2 separate regions of the Sus scrofa genome follow, and region 2 is linked to region 1. Evidence: chromatin contacts called from public HiChIP or PLAC-seq data. All regions are on one chromosome and are shown on one strand. Each heading gives the region's core, a stretch centred on a gene start, on an enhancer-like site or on the middle of the called end of the contact. The rest is flanking DNA. Distances are from core to core; before and after follow the strand shown. Region 1 overlaps SLC22A5 (solute carrier family 22 member 5). Region 2 holds the start of SOWAHA (ankyrin repeat domain-containing protein SOWAHA).

Region 1 (5,041 bases), core at 833-3,332:
GACTGGAAGCCTACAGTTAACATAAACAGTTGATTAATACATCTTTTCTATATGTATTATACACTGTGTTCTTAGAATAAAGTAACCTAGAAAAAATAAAATGTTATTCAGAAAAGAAAATTTACAGCACATATATGAATTTATTCTTAAAAATTTGCATTAAAGTGGACCCATGCAATTCAAGCCCATGTTTTCAAGGGTCAACTACATTGATACATACAATATGGACAAATATCTGGAATTCCTGTGGTGGCTCAGTGGTTAATGAACCCAACTAGTATCCATGAGGACACGGGTTTGACCCTGACCTTGCTTAGTGGGTTAAGGATCCAGCATTGCCATGAGCTGTGGTGTAGGTCACAGATGCGGCTCGGATCCCACGTTGCTGTAGCTGTGGTGTAGGCCGGCGGCTACAGCTCTGATTCGACCCTAGCCTGGGAACCTCCATGTGCCATGGTTGCGGCCCTAAAAAGACAAAAGACCAAAAAAACAAAACAAACAAACAAACAAAAAAACCCCAAAACAAAAAACACAATATGGACAAATATCAGAATAATTCTGTTGGATCAAAGAAATCAGGCTGAGGATGATCCCATTTTTATAAAATTCTAGAAAATGCAAACTAATCTGTAGTGATAGAAAACAGATCTGGGATTGTCAAGGGGTAGGGAGCCAAAAAAAAAAAAAAAAGTGGAGGAAGGGATTGCTAAGTGGCAGGATGGAATTTTTTGAGGGTAATTGATCTGTTCACTATCTTGATTTTGGTAAGTGTTTCACAGGTGCATACATATCCCAAAGGTAATAAATTGTACACTGTAACTAAGTCCAGTTTCTCCTGTGTTAATTGTACCTCAGTAAAGCTGTAATAGAAAATACACGGGTTGCCCTCAAGGAGCACAGGAGCCAGTGACAAGGAAATAGACAGTTTTGTAACCCAGAGTTACAGGAACAAAAAGTGTGGGAGCCCAAAGCTGGAACACCCCCCCTTACCCCAACCCCCATCCAACTTAGAAATCCTCCTTGTAGCTGGTTACTGCTCATACTGTTTAGACTTTGCATCCACAGCCTGAGCAACAGAAATTACAGGACCAGTTGATGGTAAAGCTGAGCACTCGAGAAAACTCTTCAAAATGCCCTCCTAGTCCTTATCTTTTGTCCTCATGCTGTATCAAAACATACCACCCACAAGCTATGTGACTCTGAGCAAGTTACCTGACCTCTCTAAACCTCACTTTCCTGATCTATGGAAAATGGATAATTAAAGTTCCCACCTGGCAAATAAATGACACCAAGGCCATCAAATAACATATCCCCAACTGACCAAGGATACGTCTGAGAGGATTTTGTTTTATGCATTTGTAAGTGTACACATATATTTACATCATGCATGTATGCATATATTTACAACTGCCACCCCGGGTCAGGACACCATAGTCCTAAGTATGTTTGGGTACCTTCTCATCCCACTAGTTACTTCCTACGTCCAGGAGCGCCCCATTTAAGTTACGGATGGGAATATGAGAACCTCCAAGAGTTCACTGGTGTCAGAGCTGGGGCTCTTGACAACTAGGCCAGTATTGTGACAACAAGTGCAGATTTGAGGAACCAAGGCCAGTGGGCGAACAAGAAAAGTTGTCACTTGGGGGCTGGAGGTGGGAAAGTAGGGAGGTAGTTATGTGGGAAGCTATTTTAAGAGCCACAGATTGCTGCACTAGAGGCAGGATGAGAAGGCGGGAGGAAGTGGAGAATGAGCCGTTACACGCATCATCCCTACATCCATTCTCCTGGGTTTGTTCTTGCTGCCCACTGGGCCCATGATTAGGGTGGGGAGCAAGAAGCTGTGAGACATGGAGTAGTCAAGAGAAGGACTTGAGACAGAGGATGGGTGATCTCCAGATCTTCCAAGCTCAGGGTCCCACCTGACCACTGCTGAGACTCTAATGGCTCGGTCCAAGCCAGAAGACGGAACTCAGTCTGAGAAGGTCTTGGCTCTGTCCGCTCCTGGCGAGTGAGCCACTGCGCTCAGAGTGGGGAAAGCCAGTGCTTCACCTCAGAGGTGGCGACAGTGGGTTTTGGAATTAACATCTATCAGCCACCAGAGGGCAGTGGTGGGGCATGTGAACATCCCAGAACACTGTCCCTCATCCAAGGCACAGTAAACAGAGCTTGGCTTCCTTCAGTCTGAGCTTCCGTGTCAGACGGGCTTCATTTGTTTTCTGATATGGCTTAAGCACCTTAAACTCTTGGGGTCACTATATGTTTAGGGGTTTCACTGGCAGCCCTGCAGCCAGTCACAGAATCTAGCTCGAGTAGGAATTCTTGGGGAAATACCTAGATCAGGCAGTAGGGGGAGCCAGGGAGCTGAGACCCTCGGTTTCCAGGTGAACATGGGAGCTGAGATCACAAAAGGGCTAAGAAAGTGCTCTGTATTAGAAATGAACTGGAATTGGGTGAGAAAAGAAGGGAGCTGGCAAAATGGTACAAGAGGAAGGCAAAATGGAGAAGAGGAAAATCCACCTTAAAGGGGTGGCCACAGGACTTCAAAGACCGGGAACACGGAGTTCCCATCACGCAGCAGTTAACAAACCCGTCTAGGACCCATGAGGATGAGGGTTCAATCCCTGACCTCGCTCACTGGGTTAAGGATCCAGCGTTTCTGTGAACTGTGGTGTAGGTCGCAGACGTGGCTCCGATCTGGCCTTGCTGTGGCTTTGGCGTAGGCCAGCAGCTGATTGGACCCCTAGCCTGGGAACCTCCATATGCCGTGGGTGAGGCCCTAAGACTAGGAACACTAATTCTCAGTTTGAGATTGCCTCTGTCAGGGTCAGCTTTGCTGTGTGACTAGGATTCAGTAGAAAGCGCTGCATTCCAGGAGCAGCACTCATAGAGTATCTGGATGGATCACAGTAAGCAGGAGCAGGGACCCAGTGGTGGTCATGCAAACACAAGGCCCCTGGGACATGCAGCTGCCTTAGCAAAGGCTGCACTTGTTCAGATGAGAGTTGGAGCCTACTCATCCAGGTCTCAGACATTTGAGTTACATGAGAGGGTTCCAGGGCCATGAGGTAGCAGGTAGGGAGAAAGGAGGCAGAGACCCCAGGTCCAGGGAGCCCCCACCACCTGCAGAAATTGTGGAATTCAAAGAGGGAAGAGCTTTTCCAAAAATCAGATATGAATCTCAAGTGCAGGTAAGAAGCTGCAGGGGGTGGGAGAGGACAGAGAAGGAACCCACTAAAAGCCCTGCATAGTGAGATCCCGCCGCCTTCAGCCCATCACCCTGTACCCTGTATCACCTTTCACCCTGTACCCTCTCACCCTGTACCGTGTATCACACACAGACCCAAGTTCAAGCCACCAACGCTAGAGCAATAGGCTTACTTCCTTGGTTAAACATTAATACCCTCATCTGTTTCCACAGAGATGCAGGAGTGTTGAGTTTGTCTGTTTTCTTTTTCTTTTTTTGATTTTGGCTGTGGTGTTCAGAGTCTTGATGTGGGATCCCAGTTTCCAAACCCGGGATCAAACCCAGGCTGTAGCGGTGAAAGCACTGACTCTTAACCACTAGATCACCAGGGAACTCCCAAGAGATCTTTTAAGAACATGTCAGAGAGTGTCCCTCCTCTGCTTTAAACCTTCAGCGACTTCCCGTAGTAGAAGAAATGCCAAGTCCCCTCCAAGGCCTGAATGGGCCCTTTCTTCTCTCTCTGGACTTGACTCCTAATTCCCAGCTAATGTGCTCTATCCATCTCTATCTTCCTGTGGTTATTACCTCTGTTTGGCTGTCTTTTCTCTCAGCCTTCTCTCAGCTGGTTCTTTCTCATCATTAGCACCGAGGCCTCCCCTGACACATAAGGTGGCCCATGCTCCCCAGTACACCCCTGTCTCCCTCTGTCACATCAGAACCGAGCCCTTATCACTATCTGAAATGGCCTTTCAGAAATTCAGTGACTTCTTCCACTATGGTGTAAACAGCTCGAGGGCAAGGCCTTGCTTGTCATCTTCACTATTAATCCTTTGTGCCTGGCACGTAAAGATGCTCGGTAATATTTTTTGAAAGAATAAATGTTTATTCAACTCTATAAGTAGGTTTGAATATCACTTCCAACTTATAGAAAGGGAAACTGAGGCCTAGAAAGGTTAGTTAACTTGCCCAAAGAAGACGCAGTAGAATTTGAACTCAAGTAACCTGACTTTCATGCTCACACCTTGACATGTGGTTATTTTCTTCTACCTTTGTTTGTTTTTTTTCTGGACAGCACTTACCACAGTTTGTAACTGTTTTGTTTGCTTGTTGGCTGACCCCTCTGCTGGTGTGATGCTGCTAGAACAGGCCTGTGTCCTGCTTCCTGCCATGTTGTCAGTGCTGAGAACCATACCCGGTACATCACAGGTGCTTGGTAAGTGTTTTCTGGGTAATGGATAAACAAGCACATGGCTAGACAAGCAACAGTTGGATGTAGAGGAATTGAGGGCACAGTGAGGGCAGATGTCCCCAGGTCCCAGCTGGAGTCCTTGCTCAGAGCCCAGCAGTGCTGTCGCTGTGGCAGAAGGCTGCTTTGGGGGCAGGTGCCAGCAGCCTTGCTCGCTCTTTTGGTGAGAATCACCAGCTCCATGACTTTTCAAACTTGGCGTTATTTCCCAACGAGGTGCCGGGATTTGGCCTTTGCTCCTGACCACAGCTGAGGGTCCAGCCTGTCCAGTGGGGTGATAGCCAGGGTTCCGGGTGGATCTGTGTAAACGGCTTCACTTCCCACTCATTACATTATGTCAGCACCTTTTTCAGCTTCTGAGAAACAGGAAGCATCATGATGTATGGTGGGGTTTGAAAGGATGATAAGAGACATAATCACACTTCTTTGGTTTGGGCATGGAGGGCTGGGGTTCCTGTTTCTTCTAATTCTAACGCATCATCTTTTCCCTTAAGCCAGAATTCTGGAGGATGAGGACTGTGTGGAAAATATGCTTTAAGGGGGAAAAAAGAGCAAGAGTATGAGAGCTTTAAAATTATTCTTATGGGAGTCCCCGTTGTGGCTCAGTGGTT
Region 2 (5,041 bases), core at 1,380-3,879, 330 kb after region 1:
TATGGATAACACTATAAAGGGTCCTCAGAAAACTAAATATAGAACTACTATATGATCCAGCAATCTCACTCTTGGGCATATATCCAGACAAAACTATAATTCAAAAAGATACATGCACCCTTATATTCATTGCAGCACTATTCACAATTGCCAAGACATGGAAACAACTGAAAATAAATGTCCAGTGAGAAAGGAATGGATAAAGATGTGGTACATATATACAATGGAATACTACTCAGCCATAAAAAAGAAAGAAAAATGCCATTTGCAGCAGCATGGACGGCCCTAGAAACTATCACACTAAGTGAAGTAAATCAGAAAGAGAGAGGCAAATACCATATGATATCACTTATATGTGGAATCTAAATTACGACACAAATGAACCTACAGAAACAGACGCACAGACTCAGAAAACAGAATTGTGGTTGCCAAAGATGGGAGAGGCAGGGGACGAATGGACTGGGAGTTTGGGATTAGCAGATACAAACTATTACATATAAAACAAATAAACAACGCAGTCCTACTGTATAGCAGAGGGAACTATATTCAATATCCAGAGATAAACCATAACGGAAAATAATATAAAAAGAATGTGCATATATACATTATGTGTGTATATAAATAAATAACTGAATCACTTTGCTGTACAGCAGAATTTAACACAACATTGTAAGTCAACTGTACTTCAGTAAAAAAGTGGCTGTCTAAAAATGAATGTATAATCAGAAAACAAAATTAAAAGATAAATGACAAAGTGGAAAAATACAGCATATATAATAAAGGATTGATAACGACCTAACAAGAAAACATTAACAAATGGGTAAAGAGGGAAAGGGGCAAGTCATAAAAGAACAAATCAAATAAGAGGAGAAAGAGAAGTTTTACCTCATTAGTGATAAAGTAAGTGGAAATCAGATACCATTTTTTTGTCTTTCAAATGGACAAATTAGAAGATATTATAGAAGATATTACACAAGTCAGGGAGGGAAAGACTAGGGAATTTCATAGGGCTGTAACTTCTGCAAAACGACTTAGTAAAAAGTTTCAAAAGTTTTAAAAATAATTCCCTTTGACTTAGTAATTCTCCTTGTGGGAGTCTATCCTAAAGAAATTCATCAGAAACATGTACAAAATTTTATACATAAGCAGCACAATCCAAAAGAATTAAAAACAACGTAGACTGTGGACAATAAGAACATAAAGTGTATCTACATTTATTTGAGGCTCTCATTTAAACATCATATATTTTTAAAGAATAGTTATTGTCATTGGGGGAAGCACTCACACTATGAAGTGAGGTTACAAAGAAGGTCAAATGCATTCCAGAAATAGCCGAAGATGGAAATTGTCTCTGGGCAAAGGGTTTGGGAAAAGGGAGAACTTTCCTATGTTCTCTTTTTTTTTCCCCTTCGGTAAGAATAATAGAAGCGACTATACTGCTACTAATAATTTGAATGTTTACTGTGAGCCAAGCATTGTTGTAAGTGCTTTACGTCCATTCTCTCACTCCTCACAGCCTGGTGACCTGAGTATAATTAGTACCATCTCCTTACCCCTTCACAGATAAGAAAATTGAGGCACAGAGAGGTCAAGCAAGTAGCCCAATGTAGAGCCAGGATTCAAGTGTGGAATTTTGACTCTAGAGTTTTGCTCTTTTTAACTACTAAGGTATGGTGCCTCTGGTGATATCTTTGAAGGATTGTGTTTGCAAATTAAAAAACTGATCTCACCTTTGCCCTGGCTGCTCCCTTTGCTGAAAAAGCTTCTTTTCCTACCTAGCTACCTAACCACCGCCCCCCCCCCATCTCTTCAAGCCCTTGCTTAGCTGTGGCCTTTACAAGGAGTCCTGCCCCTAACACAGGATTCAAACTTGCAACCTGCCCCTCCGTCTTACTCTGCTTTATTTTTTCCATAGCATTTCTCCAACATATTATACAATTTTCAGATTCACCCATCACGTCTCTTTGTCCCTCCCCCTCCTCCATTACCACGCAAGCTGCACGAGGTCAGCTGTCTTGCTTACTGATGTATCACAGACTGAAAGGGCACTGGCACAAACGAAGTGCGCAACAAATATTGGTGAAGTGAATTTTTTAAAAAAACACGATTCCAATTTTGCTTTCTTACAGTAAAGCATACACATGTATACACATGCGTATGGGGGAGGGAGGAGAAAAAGAGTGCAAATGTTATTAATGATTTCAAATGCTATTTTCCTTAGGCTTTCCTGTGGGTTTCCTCCCAAAATTCGATGCGAACATGTATTATTTTATCATAAGAAAATTGCTGTTTAAAACGTCTCTTCTAAACCTCGGATGGCATACGTTGCCATCCGCAGCAAACGGTCTTCACCGCAAGTTGCATGAAGCCGTTTTTCCTGTGTGAAACGCAGTCAACAATTCAAGAGGTAGTGACGATTTTCAAATAAAGTATTGCTTTTAAGCAATCGCCCAGTATTTTGTGGTGGTTAAATATTTCAGAAAGGAGTAAAAATCCTTGCCTCGCCTGTAGACCGCGGCATCCCTGGCGAACACACCCACCTAGCAACCGGGAGCCGAGCTGAAGCCTGGCACTGCGCCTTTAATTCTCCAATTGGGAGGGGCGGTGGAGAATTTCCGCTCCCCTACTCCCACCGCGGCCCTGGTGGCAGCTGTCACCTGTAAGGCGAGCACCGCACGCAAGGGGATGGAGCCCGGCGCCCATTGGACAGAATATAAAGGCAGAAACCTACCCCGAAGACTGGGGGCCCCCCGGGGCGGCGGCGGGGGGCGCGCACCGCGGCCCCCAGCTCCTTTTTCCGCGAGACTCCCGGACTCCGCGGCGCGGGCGTGACCAAGGTCCAGCCTCGGGGACACGCCCGTCACGCCTCGGTGACAACGATCAGGTGAGCCTGGCCGAGGCGGACTTGACTCCCGGAACCCGGGCTCCTGCACTTCCCGGCCGGCGCCGCGACGTACACCTGCCGCGCAACCGGGAGCCGCGGGTCGGTGGGAGGGGGGCGGCCCCGGCTTCCCTGCCGAGAGGGTACGGACCCTGACCATGGCGCTGGCCGCGGCCGCGGCCGCTGCGGCCGCCGGGGTGAGCCAGGCGGCGGTGCTGGGCTTCCTACAGGAGCACGGCGGAAAGGTGCGCAACTCCGAGCTTCTGAGCCGCTTCAAGCCGTTGCTGGATGCAGGCGACCCGCGCGGCCGTGCAGCCCGCAGGGATCGTTTCAAACAGTTTGTCAACGACGTGGCCGTGGTGAAAGAGTTCGACGGCGTCAAATTCGTGGTGCTGAGGAAGAAGCTGCGGCCCCGGGAGGGACCAGAGCCCCTGACCACCTGCTGGAACAGCACCCCGGGGACACTAGCCCCGCCGTCGAAGATCACTTCCGTCTCACAGGTGGAAGCCGCTGCCTCGGGCACTCCATCCTTGGCCTCCGAGCAGAAGGCGGTGGAACCACCTAGAGACCCGGCTCCACCATCAGAGTCGCAGGACACCCTCGGGGCTCCGGCCTCCGAGCCCACTCTGCCAACCAGGGAGCTGCTGTTAAGCCCGGCCCTGCAGTCAGGGGGGCCCTCGGACCCGCAGATTCCAACTTTTGAGCTATCCCAACCCTCCGAGGGGCTCTCTGCAGACGTGGCTCCACCGTCTAGGGCACCTTCGGAGGCAACCTTGACCCACGCAGAGCCGCCAGACCTGGAACCTGGGCCTAGACAATCAAAAGGGCCGCCACCGCCCCCGTCACCGCCACCGCCGCCTCCGCGCGCGCCGCTGCAGAAGCCCTGCATGCTGCCGGTGCGCTGCGTCCCGGGTCCCTTCCGGATCCGGACGGAAGATCAAGGCCTGCGTCGGCAGCTGTCGGAGGAGCCCAGCCCTCGGAGCTCCCCGCTGTTGCTGCGGCGGCTCTCGGTAGAGGAGCCTGGCCTAGGCCTCAGCCTGGGTCCGGGCCGCTCCCCGCACCTGAGACGCCTGTCACGCGCCGGCCAGCGCCTGCTTAGCCCCGACACCGAAGAGGTGCCCGCTGCACCGCCGCCGTCCGCCGTGCCCCTGGAGCCGGCCGAACACGAGTGGCTAGTGCGGGCGGCCGGGGGCCGCTGGACACACCAGCTCCACGGGCTGCTGCTGCGCGACCTCGGTCTGGCGGCCAAGCGCGACTTCATGTCGGGTTTCACGGCCCTGCACTGGGCAGCCAAGAGCGGCGACCTCGAGATGGTGCAGCAGCTGGTGGAGGTCGCGCGGCGTGGGGGCGCGCGGGTCGACGTGAACGCGCGCTCACACGGCGGCTACACGCCGCTGCACCTGGCGGCCCTCCACGGGCACGAGGATGCAGCCGTACTGCTGGTGGTCCGCCTGGGTGCGCAGGTGCAAGTGCGTGACCACAGCGGGCGGCGAGCCTACCAGTACCTGCCGCCCGGCGCCTCGTACGCGCTGCGCCACCTCCTCGGCGACCCCGGCCTGCGAGGCTCTACCGAGACTGACCGAGCTGGCGGCGGCAGCGGCAATCTTGCGGCCCGGCGCCCGGTGCAGGTGGCCGCCACCATTCTCAGTTCCACCACCAGCGCGTTTCTGGGCGTCCTGGCCGACGATCTGATGCTCCAGGATCTGGCTCGAGGCATGAGGAAGTCCGGCTCCTTCAGCAAATTCTTGGGTGCCTCGCCCATGGCTCCTCGTAAAAAGACAAAGACTCGCAACAGTCTACAGGCCTTTTCAGAAATCTCTCGTCGACCTACTCCGGGGCCTTTGGCTGGTTTAGTGCCCAGCCTACCCACTGCAACCTGAAGGTCCCAAGGTTATGGCTTGGTTTCTCTAACCTGGCCTTGCCTCTCAGTCAGATGGCGGCCCAGCACCTTTGGCTCCATCTTGTTTCCAGCTTTGTCCACCGCAGCCTGTCATACGCAGGTGGGCCTACGCCTCCAGCTTCTGTCTGAGGCTTGATCTTTCTCCAGAGATGGGATTTAAGATCTCAGTGAGAGCTTCCTATGAAGAACTCCAGAAGTCAGGCTTAAATTTTGGAGATGTGAAATTTAGGATCAAAAAGGTTAAGGGGCAGCAGCTGGTC

What was found. HiChIP or PLAC-seq counts read pairs in DNA pulled down with a chosen protein or histone mark.
Region 2: an H3K27ac HiChIP or PLAC-seq map of alveolar macrophages shows a contact between it and region 1, with 8 times the contacts expected there. The contact joins the promoter of SOWAHA here to the enhancer-like site in region 1. A contact is called at or near these places in 3 of 5 promoter capture datasets (fetal liver and liver), 24 of 47 Hi-C or Micro-C datasets (adipose tissue, alveolar macrophages, blood and 14 more) and 2 of 2 datasets of contacts at active chromatin or transcription factors (alveolar macrophages and skeletal muscle).

Annotation. Positions count from the first base shown.
Region 1 is chr2:134,808,764-134,813,804 of Sscrofa11.1, forward strand. SLC22A5 (solute carrier family 22 member 5) reads left to right here. Exons shown (of 14, transcript XM_021085423.1): 12 at 4,257-4,397. Among named protein-coding and RNA genes, the nearest start is that of IL5, 23 kb to the right of the region's middle. Within about 2 kb of position 2,083, at least 13 of the 83 cell types and tissues checked have an H3K27ac peak or open chromatin away from gene starts, as enhancers often do. A contact at or near this core is called in adipose tissue, alveolar macrophages and fetal liver, where this site is marked.
Region 2 is chr2:135,136,649-135,141,689 of Sscrofa11.1, forward strand. SOWAHA (ankyrin repeat domain-containing protein SOWAHA) reads left to right here and starts at 2,630. Exons shown (of 1, transcript XM_003123927.4): 1 at 2,630-5,041. The coding sequence starts at 3,040. The coding sequence ends at 4,761.